2 separate regions of the Cyprinus carpio genome follow, and region 1 is linked to region 2. A link is a contact called in public Hi-C data. All regions are on one chromosome and are shown on one strand. The core of a region is the stretch at or near the end of the contact, and the rest is flanking DNA. Distances in the headings are between cores, read along the strand shown.

The links. A called contact is a pair of places that touch in the nucleus more often than the background predicts.
Region 1: a contact with region 2 is called in a Hi-C map of liver, with 2.4 times the contacts expected there. The contact joins the enhancer-like site here to the promoter of LOC109047026 in region 2. A contact is called at or near these places in 2 of 8 Hi-C or Micro-C datasets (liver and red blood cells).

What each region holds. Positions count from the first base shown.
Region 1 is chrB13:15,746,881-15,753,471 of ASM1834038v1, reverse strand. It overlaps LOC109100441, which reads left to right. Exons shown (of 17, transcript XM_042736841.1): 6 at 5,431-5,616; 7 at 5,960-6,040; 8 at 6,163-6,275; 9 at 6,407-6,465. Among protein-coding and RNA genes, the nearest start is that of LOC109100441, 15 kb to the left of the region's middle. Within about 2 kb of position 2,746, at least 2 of the 8 cell types and tissues checked have an H3K27ac peak or open chromatin away from gene starts, as enhancers often do.
Region 2 is chrB13:15,704,173-15,710,905 of ASM1834038v1, reverse strand. LOC109047026 (nuclear factor NF-kappa-B p100 subunit-like) reads right to left here and starts at 2,483. Exons shown (of 34, transcript XM_042736838.1): 1 at 2,298-2,483. It overlaps LOC109051632 (glutamate dehydrogenase, mitochondrial-like), which reads left to right and starts at 1,634. Exons shown (of 13, transcript XM_042736835.1): 1 at 1,634-2,207; 2 at 5,148-5,228; 3 at 5,330-5,385; 4 at 5,865-5,928; 5 at 6,506-6,600. The coding sequence starts at 1,805.

The DNA.
Region 1 (6,591 bases), core at 1,497-3,996, 42 kb before region 2:
TTTTGATGACAGATGGTACCTATAGCTCTATGTAATTTGGTCATTTTGACATATTTGAGTAACCAGTTGTTCACTGAAAATAGTTTTAATGGGCTTTCTGAAGATTTGTTTACAAAAAAAGAATCTACAGTTGAGTATTTACCACTAGAGAGCAGTGCTGAGCAATGTGATTGTACTGAGATGCCAGCTCACTGTCTTCTATCTGTTTTGGCTTTGAATGAGCTTCAGATACATTTTCTCTCACAGATGCCATTGATGAATGTAATGTGAATAGTTTTAAATCAGAGAAATTGTTTTGATCAACTGTATGTAGCAAGCAGTCATATAAGGATGAAGTTCCTAACTAAATAAGTTCTCATGACTGCATAAGATCCTTCCGGTGCTGTAACTGACCCTAAATCTCAGGGTCAGATTTGAGTTTAGGCCTATAATCTCTTGCTACTCCTTCCTGTCTGCTGTCAGAATAAATCAGAGTGTAGATCTGAGTCTATGGGATTATTTTTGTGCCAATAAAAATGTATGTATTTTCACTAAACTTATTAAAATAGAAATAGAAACTGTATAAAATGTCTTTAAATTCTTAAAAAAAAAAAAAAAAAAAAAAAAAAAAATTGCAGGCAAAATCTTTGGTTTCATTTAATACACTGCATGTTTTGCTAACTGTTTTCTCCTCTTTCTTTAGCTGATATGTACTTACAAATGCACTTACAGAGTTTTCATTTACGCTTCTAAAATATATTTTACGCTTTTGAAGTTTTCATTTATGCTTATAAAGTTTTCATTTGCCATTCTGGCACAAATCTCTCGTGGGGGCAAGGAGTGATGTGTTCTCATTAGCTACTACTGTAAGTTTTTGATTGACATATTCTTGACCTGGAAATGAAAGCGTCAGTGTGCATGTGGGTCTGTTAGAAGCTCTCTGTTTCATTATAGTAATATAAAATTAGGAGTTTTTTTAAAATCTGTATTTATCTGCTGCTACTACTCTGATGACTTAAGCTTTTAGGAGTGTGATTGATCAAATGCGAAAGAAAGTGAAGGTGTATTGAGGTTTAATTAGAAGTATTATACTGAAAATATTGTATAATGTCCAATGTTCTCAAAGGATATTTGCTTATTTCTTATGATTATTTTCTATTGTAGGGTCTAATTAGATTGTGCTGTTACAATTGAAAGATAATACTATCATATATGTGTGTGTGTGTGTGTGTGTGTTGTTTTCAGACGTCAAGAAAGTCTCACTCCAACAAGGCTATCAAGGCTGACAACCCTTGCCATAATGCATGTTCACTTTCACAATTAATGATCACCTTATTCTAAAGAATTCAAACAATATAAAAATTACATTTTACATGCTATTTTTTTTGCAGGTTCAATGAAAATTTATTTAGTTTAAATTTTTTTTTTTTTTTAATAAATTTCTTGAAAAGTTGCACTCATTTTTAAGGGCACAAAAATAATCTCATACGAGTCTACACTTGCAAATATCATCAGCATTTTTATCTTGTTTTTCAAAAAAAAATTGAAACCTCCTTAAAAACATTGAATTTAAAATGATTGGAATAACTTTGAAGAAAATTAATGAAAAGATAATAAGACTTGCTGTATAAATCTTACATTAATTTCTTTATCACCAGATTGTTTTTTTTTTCTTCTGTATGCAAAATAAATTTAGATTTATGTTGGATTTCTTATTTTTTTTAAATGGAGGGAAAACAGATTGTCAATTTATCTTGATTTAAATATTTTTTTATAGTGCAAATGGTAGAAAATATATGCATTTGACCTTTGAAAACATGGTAAGAGTTGTGTGACAACAGCAGTGTTTTACAGTGTTTTGTAACTTTAAGACTGGAATTTTTAATGTGGCATAAGATTTACAGTAAGGAACATTGTCTGGATGTTTTATCTGAGTTTTACTGTGGTTATTAAGAGGGTCTGAAAGCCGACACTGTCTGCTTTGATACCTGGCTCATCTGCTACATTCCTTCTCCTGCCATGGGGCCAGATAGAACTGGAGCTTTGCCAGGCACGCTCAGTCTCCATGGTAAGAGCAGATTAACTTAGAGAGCAGGGCTGTACAGTATAAGTCCATTATTTTATTTAAAAGGCCACTGATATTGAAGAAGCACACATAATTCTGGCCTTTATTTTTTTTATAGATCTATACATATTAATCATTTTTAATGAGACAAACTTTGTATTCAGAACCATGTTGAGACTGATAGAGTTTAATGGGAGGGACGCAAGTAACAAGGCAAGACAAAGAGAGGAAGAGAGGGTTGGAAAGAGGGGAAAAGGGGGAGTAAACTGTTGTGAAAGGAAATACAGACCATATCCACCAGCGAAAAATAGCTCAGCTGACAAGAGAGGAACACGCATTCACATCCACAAACAGGCAAGCATAAGGCAGGAACAGCCAGCGGAACGAGAAAGAACGAGAGAAAATAAAACAGATGAACAGCTGTATCAAGCCTCTGACTTCGCTATGGGCCCGAGAAGAGCTTGTAAAAGTTTGGAGTAGGATAAAAAAATCAGCAACACGGCAACTAGAGACTTTAATGAGAGTTCAAGGGACTTGCAGAAGGAGAGGGTCAGATTTCTTCTAAAGCCTCCTCAGGCTAGTTCTGGACAAAAGGAGGTTCAGGGAAGGTTAGAGAATGTGGAAGGCTGGATGCTGTGTTTATAAGCGAGCTCCTGTCAGCTGGCTCTGTAAGGTGTGAAGGGGCAGGGCTAAGGTGATGGCTCATTATGTGCTCTGCTGGGGGGGTGGGGCCTTGGAGGATAATTACATGTATGCCCCCCACCCTGCCATATACCGGTGAGTAGAAAAATGTAGACTTCTTTTTAACTTATTGTCTCTATCAGTGTTATTATAGTATCACTGAGCTACTATTATTGTTTTTATTTTTACTTTTTAAGTTTGACTTATTGTGCTTTTGTTATTTTTGTTAGCACTAGTTTTATTAACAATTTATTTTATTATTGTCATTATTAAAATGTTTGTGTAGTGTTTATTTTAGGGCTTTTTTCAGTTTTAGTATTAGTTATCTAATCTCAAGTTGAATACCTAAGCCGCAATTCACAGTTTATCACACTATTAAACACAGTATTCAAGGTTTTTATCCCTCCAATTAAAATTTGTTGTTCAGGGGAATTAAAACATGTATGTTTTAGTCAGTTTAGTTTCAAAAAATATTTCAATAACAAAAACGAGTTAGTTAGTTACCTGATGGTGAATAGATGCTTGCTGAAGAAAAATTGTAACTGTACACTCTTTTAAGCATGGTTTATTATTTCCAGCATTTCAGCCAAACAAGTAGCCTTTGTCAAGGTATGAATTTTTCTCCGTTTAATTTCGTCCTCTAACCTCCTGCATAACAAAAAAGTGTGTGTTTGTTTTGCTACTGTATCAAATAGATCTGGGTGTCAAACTCAGTTTCTGGAGGGCCGGAGCCCTGCATAGTTTAGATTCAACCCTAATTAAACACACCTGATCCAACTAATCAAGTCTTTCAGGCTTATTTGAAAGCTGCATGGTATGTGTGTTGGAGCAGGGTTGGAACAAAACTATGCAGGGCTCCGGCCCTCCAGGAACTGAGTTTGACACCCCTGAAATAGATGCTCGCTAACAGAAATCATGTTAGTTTGAGGATTTAACCATAGTAACATTCAACACAGTAACATGGCATCATAATCTGACAGAGCATTGACAAAACATAAGTACTATCACTTCATTGTTGCTTAAAATATTACAAATATATCACAATTATATTTATCTCGCATTGTGCAAGACCATCCTCAACACATTGTGAAACACATTTCAACAAATTTCTTTAAAAACATCAACTCATTTATTGTCCATTACATGAATATATGGACATATAGTCCATATATTTTTCCATTATGTGTTTTCATAACCAGTCAAGACCTAAAATTCTAGTGCAACTCGATGTCACGTTAATATCATATCCTTGGTATGTGATACTCTAATGCTTATCAAGTCATGCAAAAAATGTTTAAATTATGCAGTCTTTTTCCTCCTTTGGTATGTAAATCTTGTCATCCAACGTTAAAGAGAGGTGTGTTAAAAGTTTTTCACAAAGCACTGGAATGTTGTAAAGCCTCAGCACATGTGAGGTGATTGTTTGCCCATATACCTCCCTGTATTCACCTCACCAATAATAGTGAGTGGGTGTGAACATGTCCACTAAGAAGCATTTATTCATATAATGTAGAAATATGTGCTGGCATTTGTAACAATCATCGTCTTAGATTTTTTCTCCTTTAAGTGCCCTCACCAGACAAGTTATGATTTGTGTGTCATGTTATTGTTATTCAAACACAGGTGTCTAAATATATCAGCTGATGTCTGACATACAAAAAGATTCAGCAAAGGTGTGTCTGTTAGTCACTGTGCATCTTTGTAGAAGCTCTCTTCCACATCCTAGAAGCCGTGGCGGAAATGCTCTCTATATTTCTTCCTGGTTTTCTCTACCATGTTTCTTTCTGTCCATTGTTTGAAGAACAAACAATCTGCCCTCATCCCCTTTCTTCGAGTCTCCTCCCCTGCCTTGTTTGTGAACTATCCGGTTGGAGTAGGTTGGGAATTGAGAACTTCGGAACAAACCAAAGACAGATGACAGGGGTGATCCGCATGTGGCATGAACTTTTTTTGGTTCTCCTACATCTAACAGACTTTGGAATGCGGTGGTTTAAAGGCAGAGTTGGGTCACTGAGGTAGAGTAGATGCTTTTTTAAGCACTTTTTGGGTAGCCTCTCTTGTTTTGGTTTTTCAGACCTTTTGTGTTATTAGAGTTTTACGCTTTAGTTTTTGATTCAGGACTGAATAGAATGTATTTAACACTTTTAATATAAATTAAACTTCTTTCTGTCCTCTCACATGTGAATATCAGCTGAAGACCTTTATGTTTGTGTGTGTATGTTTATGTGAAGCTTTTGTGCTTTTGAATAGTGTACAAAGGGCAAATACACAGGTTTATTATGCACTTGAAATAGTTTGTCAGGTGAACTTTTTTAGTTACTAAACGCTGGTTTCTCTGTGAATGGTGGATTGAGTTGAACTGCTGGAAAAGAATCTGTATAGGTAGATCAAATAGACTCTATTTACATCACACTGCTAGTGCTAAGAATAACAGGTTCAGACGTGAGAGAGAGAAGTTAAACAAATTTAACCTCATGATTTGACTGCTTTAGTGAATAGTCAGTATTAATATGTTCAGTATGCTTATATTGTGTAGTTGTCTATGATTGCTTATTTTAAGCCAAGCATATTTACATATCATATCTGGGTTGCAAATAAAATGTATGCCACTTTTACTTTTCCTTGGTAATGCTATAACTTATATTAAAGTAAATGTGTGTCACCTTTCATGTAGATGTCATACATTTATTTTTCCTCCGTTCCAGAGAGAGGCCATCCCGGCCGGTGTCTGAATCTGATTCAGAGGTGGCTGAACGATTGGCTGTGGGCAGCACTGAAACTCTGGCCAATGGCAACAAAGCTGACCTCCAAGCTGCAAAACGGCTGGCCAAACGTCTGTACAATCTTGATGGATTTAAGAAGTCAGACGTAGCACGTCACCTGAGCAAGAAGTGAGGATCATTTGAACCATTAATAAATACTAAGAAATTATATTTGCATTTATTTTATTTCATTCCTCTTTCTTTGTTTTTTGAGTTTTGTGAAGCAAAGTTCAATTTAAAAATAATAAATACCATGTTTTAAATATAAAGTGTGGATTGTATTTTAAAAATGTACATTTTATAGGTTAAAATTTTATAATAAATATTTATGATTCTTGACTGTTTTTAGGTCATTTATTTGTGAAAATGACCATGTGAACTTCTTTGCATGAAGGGATTGACTTTTTGACCTCTAGTATGAACCCCAAAAACTTGATTTTTTTACGCTTTTGTCTTTTCATGACTTTTGCAGCAATGATTTCAGTCACATGGTGGCGGAGGAGTATCTCAGTCATTTTAACTTCTCAGGGATGATGGTGGATCAGGCGTTAAGGTGAGCTAGCTATTCCTCCCATGTTTAGTTAAGTAAATATTTGCCCTCATTTCACATGTCTAACAGGTTTATTCAAATTCTGTCTGTTTTTCTCGTTGTCTTTTGTCATTCTTGTTTCTTAGAGTGTTTTTGAGAGAGTTTGCCCTAATGGGAGAGACACAAGAGAGGGAGCGAGTTTTATCCCATTTTTCTAAAAGATACCTCCAGTGCAACCCGAAAACTATTCTAAATGAAGGTAAGCTATGCCAGCATTGTGTGTGTGTGAATGAATGTGCTTCTGATGTGTATTACAATATAACTAACACTATGGGGTGCTCTTGCTCTGACTGTGTGAGCTTATGGGAGTTCTGTGCCTCTGTGTTTCAGACTGCGTTCACACGCTGACTTGTGCCCTGATGCTGCTCAACACTGATCTGCATGGTCATGTGAGTTTTAGATGTATCTGATGTACCATAAACACATAACAAACAATGAAAAAAAAAAAAAAAAAAGAATCATATTCAGGTTAAAATAAAAATCCTAAAGTTATTTTAACTTGGAAAATATACACT
Region 2 (6,733 bases), core at 1,234-3,733:
AATCATGGACACTTTTACTATATATGAAAAAAAGTAATCCATTGCTGCTGTCCACATGTTCCTCTGAGGCAATGGAGCATGTACACATTGAGACATATCTTGGGAGACTGCAAAAAACAAGCTCTTCCCTGGAAACAATCAAAGTAGCCCTGCAAGAGTTGATCTCCAGGGCATGATGTGTTTCAGGAAGGAACAAATTACAGCAGTTACAAAGAAGATATGACTTAACTCCTCATGTCACTGTAGCCGCAGGTGAAATAAAGCAGTACATCTGGATTTACTGAACCTACTACACTGAACAACTGCTAATACTACACTGAAAGACCCAACCAGTTAAGGTAACACAAACCATTTGAGGAAAATGATTGCTTTAAACATTCTAGTTAAAAATAATTATTAATTTGAGTCCACAAAAAGGGGAATAATTTAATAAATTAATAAATTAATTTTTAGTAGTATTTAACTAAAATTTACTTGCTTCATTTAGTAATTTTTTCTGTATGGTTTCAGGTAGGAAGCAGACACTATAACTGATTTATGAGACTGAAGATATGAAGCTACTCCATCATGGACTGGAAAAGGCCAATAACCCTGACACTAACTAATCACAGTCAACAGGGCCTCTGCTGACCTCACATGACCTCAGCTGCGCTGCGCAAGAAAATCACATCCTGGATAAGCGAAAACAGAATAACCTCCTGCCCTTTATCACAGAAATAACTCCTGTATATTTAAATACTGTTTATATGCACTGAGTATGAATGAATCTGCTGTGTGTTTGTTTGGCTTCTAACAAGTTACTAGATAAGCACTACAATTACCAAAGTAGAGTTATGACGTATTGGAAAACTGTTGTAGTCCTTATATAGCAACTTAAAAATTCACGCTCAAAATATGACTGTAACTTGAAAGTCTCTTAACATAACATTAAGCATATACATTTTGCATTCTGCTAATTTTATGTAGATTTAAAGTATTTTACTTCATACAATAATACATTTATTTCAGTCCTCTGTTGTGAGATAGTAGTGACTGTTTGTAGTTGTGGTGGGCCTATTTAAGAGAAAATCCAGGGCTGTTTTTTACTCCCAGTCTGTCCCTGAGCACAAACCTTATTTTACTCCCTTGGTCTTTTTTTTTTTTTTACTCCCTAAATCTTAGCAATGCTAAAACACAGAGAATATTCCAGGGGGAATCATGGCTCAAAAAGCAAATTCTCTATAACAGCACATTTAGACAACAATACTTTCAAAAAGTAGGATATGTTATTTAAAGGCATCAGTCTGTTTTGAAAGCCTTTTTTCAGGTGGCATTCCTTGCTAAAAAAAAAAAAAAAAAAAAAGAAATATGTTACACTATTTCTTAATCCCCCTCTGTTCTAGTCTGTAGTAAAATACCATAACATTTACAGTACAGTACCTCAAAGAACATTTCCCCCCAAAATGAAAAACATTTTAAACAGGCATTAAGTTTAGCCAACACATTTATTTCATCGTCAGCAGCAACTTTATACTTGTACATATTGTTTCAATACTTTTTGCATAAGTTCAAAGCGCAGTGTTTGCTTATGGGTTCCTGCTCTTTGTGCGCCTCCCAGCTTGAGGTGGAGACCCACGGGCCACGGCACGCCTCCCTGCCGATTTAAACAACTCACAAACAGCACTCAAGCTGACACTTTATTGAGTGCAGAAGAAAAAGGAGGAGCCCTGGTGTCCGTTTATTCACCCGTCCCACCCTTTCCTTTGACACTGTCTTAGTTTGTTCTCTTTGTAGATACTGTTAGTTAGTGTTTTAATTCACAATCATGTATAGGTATCTGGGGGAGCTCGTCTCGCGCGCAGCCGCTAGCAGCGCACTGGCCTCGGGATGCGTCGACTCCGCTTTGCCTGCTTCCGCGACACTCCTGCGAGTCCGCCGTTACAGCGAAGCCGTGGGAGAGAAAGACGATGACCCTAACTTCTTTAGGATGGTCGAGGGTTTCTTCGACCGCGGAGCTTCTATCGTGGAGGACAAACTCGTGCATGATCTCAAGACGAGAGAAACGCCCGAGCAGAAGCGGCACCGAGTGCGGGGGATCCTCAAGATCATCAAGCCGTGCAACCACGTCCTGTCCGTGTCGTTCCCCATCAAGAGAGACAACGGGGAGTGGGAGATGATCGAGGGCTACCGAGCTCAACACAGCCAGCACAGGACTCCGTGTAAAGGAGGTAAGTTCATGCGTTATTTACACCGGAGTTAATAAGGAAGCAGACCCGCTCTCGAGAGAAAACATGCAAACTGAGACACATAGCACTTACCTGTCGAAGCATCTTCAGATGTTTTGCATTGTGATGGCGTGATTCTGCGTGTGTCCAACACATTAATTTACAGGCATTAGCTTCGTATTTTGACAGAGCGTGATAAATAGGCCTTGCGTGCCATGAACTTGGAAAATATCGTGCGTCGCGGTTGCGCAGCAGCGACACTCCGCGACTGTTTGCGTGCAAGCGTTTCAAGCTGCACAATAATAAAATCCATATGCAGTGTACTGTAGCTGGTAATAAAGCGTTTAACAAATAGGTGTTATATCGGAATAAACTGGTTTCGTTTATTTAGCTGGACTAATGTGTACATTAGGTGAGATGGTCACATAGTTTGACAAGTTTAAGCTGGTTTGAAGACCAGTTGGTTTCTGTTTTTTTTTTTTTGGTACAATATGTTAGCATCATAGACTAGCTAGAATCCATATGCATATTACAAATTACAGCTTGAAATGGGTTTTCCATCATCATAAAACCATCTAAACATTCCATACACAATATGCATTGCATTTAATATTGTATAATATGTAGGAGAGAGGAAAGGCTTATAATTAAAAACACATCCTGCATTGCTTCACCATTTTAGGTTTATATTTGATCATTATTTCAGCAGGAATGCTGCCTGTCCTGTTCATATGTTTATTTTAGTAGGTAGATCTGTTTTCTTTTTGTATCTTAGTCCACACCCATCATATAAATTACAGTTTTACCTTTACAGAAATATTTGTGTACTTTTTGGAAGCTGTGAACTCCTTTATTACCACTGGAATGTGCTTGTGTAAGAGCTGTTTCTATCAAGCATGACCTATTCTGCAGTTGTTTTTCAGGCCATTAGATTTTGCTTCGTCAGGACTGACTGTGCAGTGCGGGAGCTGGAAGCCCCCTCTGCAGTTTCCTCCGATAGAAGCCCCATCCAGTCAGTTTTTTCAGACTATTTCCCCCTTTTTAAAACTAAGATCTTTACTTTCAACTGTAGAATGACCAAATAAAATAACTTGCATCTCATTTACTTTAACCACCATTTTAAGTGGTTTAAATTGCAGATGAGTTAGGATAAACTGATCAATAAAGTTTTGGAAGAGATTTTATACTGTACCCTGCTTGATCTTCTATTGAGTAGATTTAAGAGGAGCTTTCAGTGAGACAGTCACTGAATTGATGGCTAGACTTTAAACTGTTAAGTTTGTACATTAGCTTAGTCACTGATTTTACCTTGAGGTCTAGTAACTGTCCGGATAACAAGATAACATGTTTTTGCACCTTGTATGCTGGGAAGTCTCTTATTAAGCTAATGTAAAAGAGACCTCGTAATCAGTTTACATGGGGGAGGAGCTCACAGTTGGCTTTATTTTTTATTTGTTTTGTTTTTTTTTTAGAAATAAAAAGTTTGTGGCTGTAATTTATGCTATACTGTTTTTTTTTTAATTATATTTCCTTTTATGTGGATATAAGGAAACTAGATAAAGAATAATATGACCTGCAATCCTATTCTGTTATTTGCTTAAACATGCAATAAGTGAAGATTCAGCAAAACATGCATGCAGTATAATAAGTAAAAGAATTCAGACTTTGGACTTCCTGAATATGTGCAGTAAACATGCTAATTCCACAATATGCATACAGAAGAGCTAATGACTTATTAATACTTCTTTTTTATAGGGATAGTTCACCCCAAAATGTTATAGTTTACTCACCCTCAAGCTGTTCCAAACCTGTATAGTTTCTTTCTTCTGTTGAGCAGAAGTCAAGTCACCTTTATTTATATAGTACTTTATACAATACAAAGCAGCTTTAAACGGGACAATAGTGTGTCCATAATGCAAGAGGATGATAGTAAAAACTCAATTTTCAAGTTAAAGTCAGTTCGTCATTGATTCAGTGATGTCATCGTCCAGCTCAGTTCAGTTCAGATAGTATCTGTGCAATCAAGTCGACAATATAGTGTCCCAGCTAAGCAAGCCAAATGCAACAGTGGCAGGGAACCAAAACTCCATTGTTGACAGAAATGGAGAAGAAGAATAAAAAACCCTGACTCAGTCAAGAGCAGTCAAAAGAAGATATTTTGGAGACTGTTAGTAACCAAACAGTTGTGGCAAGCCATTGGATTCCATAGTACTTTTTCCATACTATGGAAGTGAATGCCTAACGTCAACTGTTGAGAATGGGTAATTTTTGTATGAACTATCCTTTTAAATCTGCAGTAATAAAATTATTTGTGATTAGTAGTAATTTGAAATGAATTACTAGCTCATCGTCCATGAATTCAAGACTTTGCCATTGCTGTTCAAAAAGCGCTTTTGAGGCCGATTGAAAACAGATGTTTAGTTTGGGGTAATCACACTGAATTTAACCACACCCAGTTTGGGCCCTGTCTAGGAGAGAGTGAGTCATCACGGTGGTTGGTTTACTGCCTGTCCTGCCACACAAAATTTCCCCTCTAAGAACTGTAGACCTATATTTTTTCCCAAGGCTGTTAGAGCATTTGAATTTTCCAGACCTCCTACTCTTAACAGCACATTGCCCGGTTCATCAATGCTTACAAACAAGGCCCAGCTTTGCAGTGTACAAATACTTGACAGCTTTCATTCTGTTATATATTCTTTTTTCCCAAGAGCTTTAAAACACCCTAAATGTCTTGAATTATATAAGAACTCAAGTAATATAAAAAAGCTTGTCAAAGTGTTGTAAGCTTTAATCGATAGAGAATATCCTGTCTTAGCATCATAAAACAAAGGTTATAATGCATGTGATTTATTTTGATGCTTGTTTAATGACTTGAGTGATCTACAGACATATTTGCATAGACGTACAGTCTGATGGATGAGGACACTGCTTCTGTTTCTCCAGGTATCCGTTACAGCACAGAGGTGTCAGTGGATGAGGTGAAAGCCCTTGCGTCACTAATGACATACAAATGTGCAGTTGTAGGTATGTTCTTGCTTGAGTTTGCTTACTGTATGTGTACATTTGTTTGGTTGTGGTTGTTAGCGTGAACGTTTAATCATTTGCATGAACTGTGTTCTCCACAGATGTGCCTTTTGGAGGAGCTAAAGCAGGGGTGAAAATTAACCCAAAGAATTACTCTGTGAGTGTTTTCTTCAGATTCTTTGACTAAATATAATTTTGGAAGATGGTAAGAGACATTAACTTCAGATATTTTGACTGTAATAATAAATGCTCCTGCAAATGAATGTCTAGATATGTGTTTGCATTTTCTAGAGTCCATCCTCTTTAGATGATTTTATGACATTGTTCTAGAAAAAAAAACAAACAGTAAGATTGCTATTATTGGACAGATGTTCAGAAACTCTGAAACCAACCAGATTCTGAATGGTGTTTATTTCTTGACATGCAAAGTAAAATCCTATGACTGTCCTTTGTTTGTTTGTAATTAATCATTGGTGAATTAAGCATGCAATTTTGAGTTTAGTGTTCTGATGACAGACTCCCCGTCTACAGCTGGAACAACGAATGCTCAAGCGTTGCTTTCTTAATGTATACTTTCATATTGTTAATCGCATTGTAGTCACTGATGTCCCACCATTTTTTGTTTTCCTTACACAGGACACAGAGCTGGAGAAGATCACAAGAAGGTTTACTATTGAGTTAGCTAAAAAGGGCTTCATTGGTGAGATATGAGCAGGCACAAACTGAATCTTTTCCCGAGTTCAGCAAAAGCTCAGCAGAATTAATATTTGTTGAACCCAAATGACATCAGTTTAGCATATTTTACTATTCAGACAAGAATGAAATGGGAATTCTATGTCAGATCAAACTGCGGCACAATACCACTCATTAACAATTGTAATGTAAAACTTATCATCAGACGGCACAGTTAAGATTAACAATCAGGCTGCTATTGACACCACTTCTACATTACAAGTTATTTAACCTGTAGCCCTAGATAAGCTGTATTCATATTACAATAGTCTGCAAAGAGCTTGTAATAGAGCCAACTTTCCTTATGTAATTGGTGTTTTTGAGTCTGTGCAGGATTCCCACACTGTACTGTAGCTTCTCTCAAAAAATTGTGCAGTGACACAGTTGCCACAATGTGACAATTATCACATAATACATTGTACTGTATGTAAAGTATGTATTTTATGATTGCCATTAATTGTGTCCAGATATTTAAGTTAACTATCTGAGCCATGGCCATGGGAAGGGCGGATCAGTAGCGCACTCATTTCTGTTTCCTTTGTCAGGGCCTGGCATTGACGTCCCAGCCCCGGACATGAGCACAGGAGAAAGGGAAATGTCCTGGATTGCTGACACATATGCTAACACAATGGGCCATCATGTAAGTTGAGGAACCTGACCAAGTTTTCATATAGTTTGAAATCAATTTAACCCAAACCACTTAACATATAAAGTATAATACTGTTTTGTATGTAATTTCCACTATAGTAGTTTTATCTTTTTTAAGCATTCAA